Regions from separate parts of the Sus scrofa genome. Here regions 2 and 3 are each linked to region 1. Evidence: chromatin contacts called from public Hi-C data. All regions are on one chromosome and are shown on one strand. The core of a region is the stretch at or near the end of the contact, and the rest is flanking DNA. Distances in the headings are between cores, read along the strand shown.

What was found. Hi-C and Micro-C count contacts between places; a contact is called where the count stands out from the background.
Region 2: a contact with region 1 is called in a Hi-C map of skeletal muscle, with 2.7 times the contacts expected there. A contact is called at or near these places in 8 of 47 Hi-C or Micro-C datasets (blood, embryonic fibroblasts, epiblast stem cells and 5 more) and 2 of 2 datasets of targeted methods (alveolar macrophages and skeletal muscle).
Region 3: a Hi-C map of heart right ventricle shows a contact between it and region 1, with 9 times the contacts expected there. A contact is called at or near these places in 8 of 47 Hi-C or Micro-C datasets (alveolar macrophages, embryonic fibroblasts, heart right ventricle and 3 more) and 1 of 2 datasets of targeted methods (skeletal muscle).

What each region holds. Positions count from the first base shown.
Region 1 is chr3:117,625,953-117,629,625 of Sscrofa11.1, forward strand. It overlaps HS1BP3 (HCLS1-binding protein 3), which reads left to right. Exons shown (of 7, transcript XM_003354913.5): 4 at 56-281. Among named protein-coding and RNA genes, the nearest start is that of HS1BP3, 19 kb to the left of the region's middle.
Region 2 is chr3:117,719,204-117,722,876 of Sscrofa11.1, forward strand. No RefSeq gene overlaps it. Among named protein-coding and RNA genes, the nearest start is that of RHOB, 54 kb to the right of the region's middle.
Region 3 is chr3:117,692,778-117,696,450 of Sscrofa11.1, forward strand. No RefSeq gene overlaps it. Among named protein-coding and RNA genes, the nearest start is that of RHOB, 81 kb to the right of the region's middle.

The DNA.
Region 1 (3,673 bases), core at 854-3,353:
GCTTCCTCGTCCCCTGGCGATGGGTGTCAGGTGCCCCCTCTGTCTCCCTTCACAGGCACCAGATCGCCCGGTGCCGCGGATTTCAGCAGCAGAGACTGCTCTGTCCTGGACACAGACAGCCAAGCAGGGGACGACGGGGATGCTTTTGACTTCTTCCAGCAGCAGGACCAGGTGGAGAGTGAAGGCCTGCCCGCCCTGGGCCAGAAGGGCAAGGATGCAGGGAAGTCCTCGGGAGAGGAGGAGGAGGAGGAGGAGGCCCTGGACCCTCTGGGCATCATGCGGTAGGTCCCCCCTTCCAGGCGGGCCCTGGTCCATCTCCCTCCAGGCACCTCCCTCCCTCCTGGGAGTCTGAGAAAGTCAGTGTCCCTGGGCCAGAGTAGGCTCCGTGAATGACACGGCTGGAGGGGACTGGTCACCCATAAGGTGCTGACTGTGAGGCAAGGAGGTAGAATGGGCTCCAGGGTGGACTGTGTCCCCTTCCCGTGCACACACGTGCACACACATGCACACACACACGTACACTGGAGAAGAAGAGGCAAGCTAGCCCTCACTTCTTGGCCCAAATGAGCAAGAAACAAAGGTGGGAACTACTGATTTTGAGAGCCTACTATGTGCCAGGCATTGCATTTGTATAGCAGGCATTGTATGTGTATTGGCGTACTTCGTATACCACGTCTCATTGCCCTGCAAACAGCTGTTATGATACCATTTGACAGACTTAAGCAACTGAAGTCCTCAGAGGTCAGGCAGCTGGTACATAGGGTGCGAGATTCATACCAGGCGCAGGACCCTGCCCTGCCCTGCCCTGCGGAGCCAGGCTCCCCGGGCTGGAATCCTTGTGTTTTCTGTGGTGAAGGCAGGATGATGATAGCACCTGTCTCCTGGGGTGCTTGTGAGGATGAGTGGGTTCACACAGACGTCACGGCCCCATCTGTGTGCCCCACGACGGACGAGGGGGACCTCCTCCCCGCCCATCACGCAGGCCCTGTACCAGAAGGAAGTTAGAGCGAGGAGACATCGGGCAGAGGCAAGTTCAACTTAAATAACAGGAAAAACAGCCCAGAGGGCACTGCCTGCCGCCCACAGGCCTTCCCCTCCTGGTGGGATGTGTGAGGGTGGGCACGGGCGCTGTGTGGCTGCAGGATGGCTGTGAGATCAGCCTAGAGGGGAGTCAGGAGTTGGGCTGGGGAAAGATCCTAGGTGCTCAGGGAGATGGGACCAGAGCTGGAGGTCCTGCAGCTCCTTGGCGCCCGGGAGTCAGCCCCCCTACCCCAGCCCTCCACACTGGCCTTGTCCTAGAAGGGGGTCCGTGGCCCCATGGGAGCCACAGCGAGGTTATGTCAGGAGAAGTCCGTAACAGAGGCTCCTTATCAGCCTGTGCAGCCTAAGGGCCTTGTTGGGCTATATTTGTTGGAACTCACCCTCTCTGCGTTCTGAGTAACCACACATCACTCGCTGCCAGACTGAGATGGGCTCGCATGGTTTGTGCCAGCCTCTGGCTCAGGGACCTGCTTAGCAAAGCGGCTCCTTTTTTGGATAGGAAAATGTTCTTTCGGGTTGGCAAGGGCCACCCTCAATTTCCTGCCCACTCCAGTAGCAATTGTCGGGGGAGGTGCTGACCGTCTGGGGACCCTCTGCCCCCCAGGACCACCCCCAGCTCTACCTTCCTGAATCCGAGGAGAGCTGGGCACCTGTTAGGGATGCCAGTGGCTTTGGACCTTCTGCCAGCCCTTCTTTTGATGACCAGCATGGCAGCAGTCAGTGCTGACACCTACAGCTAACACTTTTTGTGGGCCGAGCCTGGGGCATGTGGAGGTGTTCTCCTGCCAGAAATCAAACTCCAGTGACAATGCTGGATCCTTAACCTGCTGCGCCATAAGAGAACTCCGACAACAAAGATTTGGGAACTTATTAAATGCCAGGAATTGATTAGCATTTACGTGAATAGAGAGTTTCTATTTTCTTTCTTCCTTTCTTTCTTTTAAAAGGTCATGACTCACCAAACGGCTTTCAGGATCCATTGTGGGTCTGGCTGGGGAAATGGAGCCCTCAGCAGCGGGGCGTGGCATCAGGCTCATTCTGTGGATGAGGAAGCTGACGTTTGCAGTCAGTAGCTCATCCAGATTCATTTCTGTCATCAAGAAATGACAGGGTCAGGACTTGATGCCACCCCCCCTACACCCTGTTCCTTGGTGCCAGTCTTCCAGCAGTCTGGGTGGCAGGCAGGGCCCTGGGATTAGCCCCCTTTCACAGATGGGAACATGGAGGACAGAGCTGAGTGGGGACTTGGCCAAAGCCTCATGTGTGGCGGAGCCCGGTCTCGAAGCCAGCGCTTCCCCTTGGCCTCTCCTGGAATGCCAAGGTGGCCTCGTTGACTTCCGCGCAGAGTGCTGCGCAGCCCACCCTTTACAGGAGACTTAGGCTTTGCAGGCATTTTTCTCCATCCCGCGCCCCCAGTTCCTCTGCAGATGCGGCCTCCCTGCTTTGCCAGCCACCCCACCCACCCCACCCGCAAGCGACCGTCTGGGCCCGAAGCAGCCACGTTTCCAGGGGACAGATATCGGTCCTTCCTGCCGTGGCCGCGGCGGGGCGCTGTTGCTCCACTGCGGGGCTGCTGGGAGGGTGGGAGGCATGGGCACAAAGCCTGGCTTTCCTTTGTCTGTTAAACCTGGTTTTGATTAAGGAAAGACCCGCCACTACACCATTGGAAGTGGCTCAAGACAGAAAAAGCCCAGCCCAGCCCGTCACTGCCGCGCTCCCGTGTTCGGGGGTTTTGTGTCTCTGTCCTGGCTGCATCCGCGTAACTGCGGCCGGAGCGCACAGGTCCTTTCATCCTCCGCTTTTGCACGGAATGTCCTCAAGACCGCTCTCCGCGTGGGGGCAGCGTCTTCGTGTTTAACTTTCTATTTTAGAGACTTCACAGTTCTGAGAAAGAGGAAGTTGTCCCATGATAGTTCTGCCTTCTGCTAGAAATACTCTGCTAGAAATATTTTAAATAATCACTCAAATAGTATTCGATTAACAAAGAAACATCGAAAGCCCCATTGAAAGTCCTTCTGTCGTGATGTTCCCGTTGTATTACCAAAACGGGATCGTGTTATGTGCGCCATCTCATACTTTGCTTTTGTTCAGCTTCCATTTCCAGTGTTTGCAGATCAATAAATAAACGTCCACATTCTTAACTCAGTGCTGGTCCCTCAGGCTGAGGGGCTATAAATGACATTGCCAGGCCCCTGCTTGGGGACATTGCTGGTGCTTTCCATAGGCTTTCGCCATTGCAGGCAATGAGGAACTCATTCACGGATGGAGCGTTTACTCTGTGGAAGCTTTTCCTCCAGAGACCTGCCCCAGAATGAGGACCTGCCCCAGAACGGGGTCCCCCAAGCTTCTACTGGGGGTCTGGGTTGGGTCTCCCCAGTGAAGGGGTCTTCGGGGACTCGATTCCCCTGCCTTGGGAAGGGCTCTCTGCTTTTCCAAATGCTGCCCACCCACCAGGCTTGCTACCTGCCCCCCCACCTCTTCCCCCAGTGCCCAGAGAGGGCCCCCCCACCCCACGTCCAGGCCCCAGGTCCCTGAGGACCCTCAGCTTCCCGAGGGACCAGCTAGTTCACTTCCCCGTGAAGCTGGGCTTCCCGCTCTCTGCTCAAAGGAGGGGGAGCCGGCACCCAGGGGC
Region 2 (3,673 bases), core at 333-2,832, 93 kb after region 1:
CCCAGGAAGGCTGCAGGGCAGCAGAAACGCAGAGGGCTGAGTCCGAAGGTCCCCTGAACTTCATGTTCTAGGCAGAGAACATTCGCTCTGTCCTGTGGAAAGTCCCCAAGTGCATGGACTAACAATTGAATCCAGCTGGACCTCGGCTAACTCTGGCCATATTTCCCATGTTTCCGTTCCCGTGATCCATCCCTCGACCCTTCCGGATCCAAAAGCGACCTCCTGGGCCTCCTGGGGATGCAACTGTCCTCCCGCCGCCACCGCTCAGATCTGGGGCTGCTCCTTCCTGGGGAAGAGTCCGCCAGCCGCCCATTGTCAGCCCTGAAGCCTTCCTGTCCCAGCCGTGGGGCTCCCTAGGGATCGTTTAGACTGAAGACAATCAACTCAAATAAAGAAGCACAGGCCTCCTCCCCTTGTGGCTAAAATTATCAGAAACTGAGCGTGTGTTGCTGACCTCAGCCCTTCCCTGCCCTGGTCCCAGCAGGGGCCTATGTTGCCCCCTACTCAGGCCCTAGTTCCAGCCCAGGACTGAGAGAGATCCTCTTGCACTGCTCGTTTTTTCTGGCTCCACATCAGGTCATGTAGAGAGTGGTCAGGTAGCCAGGGGGTGCTAGCACGTCTCCCAGGAGGAGTGGAAACCCAGACCACTTCTTTGCAACCACCACTGCCATTGCCAAGGTCACAGCCACCATGAGGCTCCTTCCTGGGTCCCCTTGCCTCCCTCTCCTCTCAGCCGCCGGTCCACAGCCACCTCCAGGCTGGCCCCCTGGTCACCCACGGCGTGTCTCAGTTAGTTGCACTCTTGCTCTTGGATGGGTCTGTATTATTCCATTGCATCCAGAATGCTTCAAGGAAGGAATATCATAGCTTTATTATTATTATTATTATTATTTTGTCTTTTTGCCTCTTCTAGGGCCGCTCCCGAGGCACATGGAGGTTCCCAGGCTAGGGGTCTAATCGGAGCTATAGCCGCCGGCCTACACCTGAGCCACAGCAACGCCAGATCAGAGCCACATCTGCAACCTACGCCACAGCTCACAGCAACGCGGGATCCTTAACCCACTGAGCAAGGCCAGGGGTCGAACTTGCAACCTCACGGTTCCTAGTCGGATTTGTTAACCACTGAGCCACGACGGGAACTCCCGTAGCTTTAGTTTTTAACTCCCCAGAGAGGTGTACTCAGGGGTAGGTCCCCAACAGGAAATACTTGGTGAGCGTGTTGGTAGAGAGTCCGGAAATGCCTGGCATCCATTTGTCCACACAGCGGGCACTGGGAGGAGATACAGCACAGACACCAAGCAGGAGCCGAGACCCCCTGCGGGGCATGAAGCCCCTCACTCACATGATCACCCAGAAGCTTCTCGAGGCTCCTCTATGGCAGGCAGGGCAGGGGTTTTGCAAAAGGGGTGACCGAGGCCCAGGTCATGGAGGTGGCTGGCTCGAGTCACGTGGACCCAGGACTAATTCCCAAGCCCCTGACCACCAGCTGAAGGCCTTCTGTGCCAGCTCTCCTGGCCCCACCTGGTCCAGCTCACAGAAGTTAGCCTGCGATGGGAGCAGCTTTGCGGACACAGAAAGCAAAAGCAACGGTCCCCCCAGAGGGCCCAGCAGGACCCCTCTCTGGACAGCACTCCCTGCGTTGGCCCTACCATGCCCTTCTCTCCCCCAAATGACCTTGTCTGGGATGTGCTCCCTGTCGCTGAGTAGGAAGAAGATCACGGGTCATGGTGTCAGGCAGACCTGGGTTGGACACTCAGTTTGTCAGGGACAGTCACCGTTTACACCTGCTGTCCTTATAGAATAAGACCTCGAGGCTCCTCTTCCCTCTCAAAGTGCCCCGGTCAGCACCACACTGTGTGTCACTTACTGAGGCAGAGGCCTGGCATGTCGGGCAGCTGGTGGGTGGCCTGGTTCAGGACCCATCTAGTTCCATGATTAGACAGAGGAACGGAGAATGAGGTCTCCCCTTGAGGAGGCTCTGGGGGCTGACTGCATCTACAGAGGGATTCTGCAGCCCCAGGAGGAAGCCCTGGCCATGCCTCTAGATACGGAGTCTCAGCTCCCTGGCCGGGCCTGGCATCTGGAGACAGAGGCCTCTGGGACAGAGCCCCCATCTTACACACCTCTGGTGGGTTCCACTCACATCATGGTCTCAGTGCATGGTGTCACCTGGAATTGCGCAGTGCACAGCCTGCCCAGCTGTACAGGGCAGCCAGCCTAAAGTGCCCACAGAAAAGCAGGATTTGGTGAGATCACGTCAGAGGGCTGGAATAAGCAGGCCACAGAGACGCTACCCACACAGAAGCAGCGTAAACCCCCAAGACGGAGGGGACCCAGTCTCAGTCTGAGGGGGAGTACCTTTCAGTGGGTTTAATCCAACTCACATCAGCAAACATTGATGGCGCAACTACTGTGGGCTGAGCTGGACAGTTACTGGGGGGAGTCAGGCACCACCACTGAGGAGCTCCTGGGCCGGGGGGGGCAGGGGGCAGTGGGCAGGCCCCCCTGCCTGTCACACTGAGCAAAGCCAGCTCAAGGAGGTGCAGGATGGCACAGGGCCAGAGGGGGACCCTGGGAAGGTTATGGTAGGCCAGCTCGTTCTGGCTCCAGCACAGAGAGAGTATGGCCGGGGGAGGGGGCCAGGGGGGTGGCATCCAGGACAAGATGGCAGAGGAGAAGGACTTAAACTCACCGTCTCTCACAGAAACATCGACCTCACAACCAACCGCTGAACAGCCATCAGTGAAATAGGCTGGAAACTACCAAAAGAAGATAACCTACACCCAAGCACAAAAAGTACAGCCGGCCACCTGAGCGATGCGGGTGCTGATCAACAGGCCATGGTCTCAACCACAGAGCCAGGCCTCGGAGAGCTGGCTCAGCATTCGGGCTCCTCAGGGCCCTCCTGGACTCTGGCAGCAGCTTGGGGCCAGATCCTGAAAAGTCTTCAATTCCAGGCCGAGGCGTTTGAACTTGATCGTGGAGGAGGGCCCAGAGATGTTTCTGCGCAAAAGAGTGACTCAGTCCGATTCCTTCAGAGCCTGAGAGCTGTGGCCCCTGCTTATGCTCTCCCCCCCCCCCCTCGATGGCTTGCTGGCACATTCTCCAGCGATTTCTCCTCGGCACACTATCGGGGGAGGGGGGGGCTTTAACCAAAGCTGCCTGTGTCGTGGATGGCACAAAGGCAGGACAGCTGCAGGAGAGAGAGCGCCTGGCCCAGGCTGAGCCCCCTCCATCTGTGGGAATCGCTCTGGTCCTGCACCGAGCGCTTTCCCAAGGGAGGTGGCTCAAAGCCACTTGGATATGCTAAGCAAGGCCACTGTCACAGAGATACAGCGAGCCTGGCAGGACCTAAGAGTTCCTGTGAGCTTTTCCACTGCTGTTTGCTCCAGCAAGCAGCTTTTCCATGACCATCCTATGGCAATAAAATGCAGTTCCATGCATCGCATGGTGTACAGGGCTGCTGTAACTAACGAGCACAAACTGGGCGGCTTAAAGCATCAGAAAAGAACTCTCTCATGGTTCTGAGGCCAGGAGTCCAACAGCAAGGTGTTAGGAAGGCCCCGCTCCCTCCCAAGCCTCTAGAGCAAAATCCTTCCTTGCCTCCACCAGCGTCTGGTGGCTCCAGGAGTTCTTTGGCTTGTGGCTGCATCGCTCCAAAGTGGCCTCCGTT
Region 3 (3,673 bases), core at 619-3,118, 67 kb after region 1:
CTTGGACGCTGGGTAACAATGGTGCCCCTTGGTGAGACATGGCCGCAGTGCCGGGGGAAGGGGAGGATGAGCTCAACCCCAGAATGTTCGAGAGTGAGGCCTGTGCGGTGGGCAGATGGAGGTGTCCAGAGGTACTGGCGGGAGCCCCACGGGGAGCACAGGGTGGGGGGGCATAGAATGGGTCTCCCATGCTGTGCACATCTGCTGTCCCCCCCAGGGCTCCTTGGGACAGGTGCCTTCAGCCCCCTGAGGCTCCCCTGGGCCCTGCCCATAGCAAGGGGTGATGTCTGCCAGCCAACCGCCCTCCCGAGTACCTGTCCCTTGCTGGGCACATGTCATCTGCAGCTTAGAAAAGCCCCTGGAGGTGCCCCCTCCCTGTGCCTCTGACTTAACCAAGTCTGCCTGGGGCCCGCTTGTCTGACGGCCAGAGGAAAGGGTGAAGCGAGGCCAACACAGTGAATCCTCACGGCGGAAGTTCTGCTTCCAGAGGCCCCTTCAACACCTCCACACTCACCAAAAAGAGACCCATAAAATGACTCTCCCCACACAAATAGAAAGACTATTTCTGGACCTAGATAAAGGGTAAAGTGGCAGGGCGCCACGGATCCAAGGAGGGCCAGGCCTGGTTACTGGCAGCCCTGAGGGGACCCAGGGCTGGAGGGCGGGCCAGTGGGGGCTGTGGAGGTGGGTCAGCTCTATGCCAGGGGGGCTGCTGAATCACAGCAGTGCACCCCGCAATGGCCCACCTGAGAGGTGGTGAGCTCCCCATCATGGTGGGAGCCCAAGCGGGACTAGAAAGCAGCTGTTGGAGAGGCTGCAGAGGAGCTCCAGCCCCAGGAAGGGGCAGCACCAGACGGCATCTCCCATCCTTTATTTCCCCAGATTCAATCAGTATATGACCCTTGTTCCCCCGGAGGGGCTGGGTAGCAGCTTCCAATTTGTGCATGGATTCGCCGTCTTAGGGATCCCTCCTCTCCGAGACCAGCCCTCCCTGTCCCCCTCCCAGCTAATTAATAATATTGCTCACATGCAATCAATCACAGGTGTCGCCGTGGGGTGTGACCCGATCCTAAGTGGTTCCACAGGCCCATGCTTCCCAAACTCCACTGGGCCTAAGAACCACTTGGGGATCTGATCCAGCTGGTCTCGGGGTGGGGCCTGAGAGTCTGCATTTCCAACAAGCTCCCAAGTGCTGATGCTGGTCCTGGGACCACACTTGGAGAAACAAGGCTGGGGCTGCCAGGGAGACCTGGAGGGTTCTATGACGGGGTCTGGGGCGGGGTAAGCTCTAAGCAGCCCTCCTGTGCAGGAATTTCGAAGGAATGGACTCCTTTTTCTTTTCTTTTTTTTTTTTTTTTTTTTTTGGTCTTTTAGGGCCACACTGGCGGCAAATGGAGGTTCCCAGGCTAGGGGTCCAATCCGACCTGTAGCCGCCATCCTACCCCGCAGCCACAGCAACTCAGGATCTGAGCCCTGTCTGCAACCTACACCACAGCTCACGGCAACGCCGGATCCTCAACCCACTGCGTGAGGTCAGGGATCAAACCCGCATCCTCTTGGAGGCTAGTCAGGTTCATGAACCACTGAGCCATGACGTGAACTCCTGGACTCACTTCTTTCTGAAGCAGAACTAAGTCTAAGCCCCCTTGCACTCCGCCTTGGGGCCATACCCAGTCTCCCTGCTTGAGAAGCTTAAATCTATTGTAAGAGGGTAACTCCATCTTGGCCTGGAGACCCTGAGCCTTCTTCCCCCTCCCTTGCCTGTGCCTGAGGAACCGCTTTGCCTGGCGGAGCTCTTTATTAGCTCTGGGGAGGGGTGGGGCTGAGGTCCCATCGGAACAGAACTCAGTTCAGGGCCAGCCCAGCCCAGCCAGACTAGACAAAGGTGCCCCCTCCTTCCCACCCCCAGCTGGCTGCTGGCCCGGAGACAGCGCTCTGCAGAGCCCCTCGCTTCTTCCCCCTCTGGGGCTCAGTGTCCCCATCTATACAGTGGAGAGGCAGGCTGAAGGCTCTCTGGGAAGTCTCTGGCTCTGCCCTTGCCCATTGAGGTTTAGGGGGCTCAGAGCAGGTGGGTATGGGGCATTTGGGGGAGTGCTGAGGGGTGGCCCGTGCAGCCAAGGCAGGACGAGCTGGCTCCGTCAGGATGCACGTGCCTTCACAGCCTCTCTCTGCACTGAGGGTTCTCAGATATTTTTAGGAAGGTTGGCGCCTCCCGGACTGTGATGCATTAATGCAGCTGCCAAAGATCAGCATCTTTTGAAATCTCAGTGGGAAGCTGAGAAGGTTGCCGAGCACCAGGAGAGTCCTGGTGTGTCTACCCAGGGCTGTGTGTGTGTGTGTCGGGGGTGGGTGGGGCAGTTAGAGTGTGCAAGGGAGTGAGGTGGGGGGCGGGTAGTGGGCAACGCTCCTGGGAGTGTGCATTTTGAGTGTGAGGGACTTGGTGCCTAGGGCAGGGCTATTTAACTATGATAAAGCGTTCTAGAAAGATCCTCTGTGTTCTAGAAAGATCCTCTGTGTGTGTGTGTGTGTGTTGTGTGTGATGGAGGAAGCCAACTAGGACATTGCGACATCATGAACCAGCCTTCAGGGCCTCTTTGGTCGATTTCAGTAACAATTCGTTGAGGCCCTGCTGTGGTCGGGCCCTGCTGTGGTCAGGCCCTGGGTTGTGAGGCCCATTCATTCACTGCCCTTTCGTCCATTGTGCATTTATTCTGCACATATGTGTGGAGCACCTGCTCTGAGCAGGCCCTGAGCCAGGTGCTGGGGACTGGGGGCCCATCAGACATGGCACCCGTCTCGAGGACCCTGGAGCTGTGGGACAGAGGGAGGCTGTGTGGCAGCTCTGAGCAGCAGGACAGTGAGAGCACAGCAGGGGACAGAGGAGAGCACTTGGCAGAGATGAAGGGAAGCTGGGGTGTTTAGAGCCTGGAGGAGCCAGTGCGGTCTGGGCCAGCAGAGGCCTGGACCACCAGGCTGGGTGGGGTGTTCTGGCTGCTCTCTCCAGTTCACGGCCTCCCTCCACCCCAGCCAAACAGCCCTGTCCTCATGAGGACTGAAAGGGCCTCCGTGCCCCCAACACCATGCCAGGCCCTGTGGCCCCGGCTCCCAGCCTCAGGGTTCCAGCCTCCACTTCCTCTCCTGTCACCATGACACCACCCCCGACATGGCTCCCATCCCCCCGCAGCCCCCAGGGAAGCTCCAGTGTTAAGGGAACAGAAGAGCATGCAGCACTGCCCTCCGGGGGCACTGCCACCTTGGGACCTGCTGAAGGAGGTCGATGGGGGAAGGGCAGAGGAAGAGGGGCCTGGCTCTGATTCTGACTCCACTATCTTCTGCTCTGTCACCCCGGATGAATCCCTTCCTCTCTCTGGGCCTCAGTTTCCTCTTCTGTCCAATGGGTGTGGTATGATCATTTCTTTCCTGCCTGCGCCTCGCTAACATAACAGAGGCCATCAAAACACAGGTCTGTTCCATGCCCGCAGGACACCGCCACGTGGGGGGTTTAGCGTGCCCAGAGGGACCGACCCCCTCCCCACCTCCGCGTGGGTTCCATCACCGCCAGCCTGGAGGCTCTGCTGCCTCTGGCCTGCACTTCCCCACATGCTCTTGGCTGGGGTCCAGGAGGAGCTGGGCTGCCCCAGCAGAGCCCATGCTGGGCCATGGTGGAGGAGTC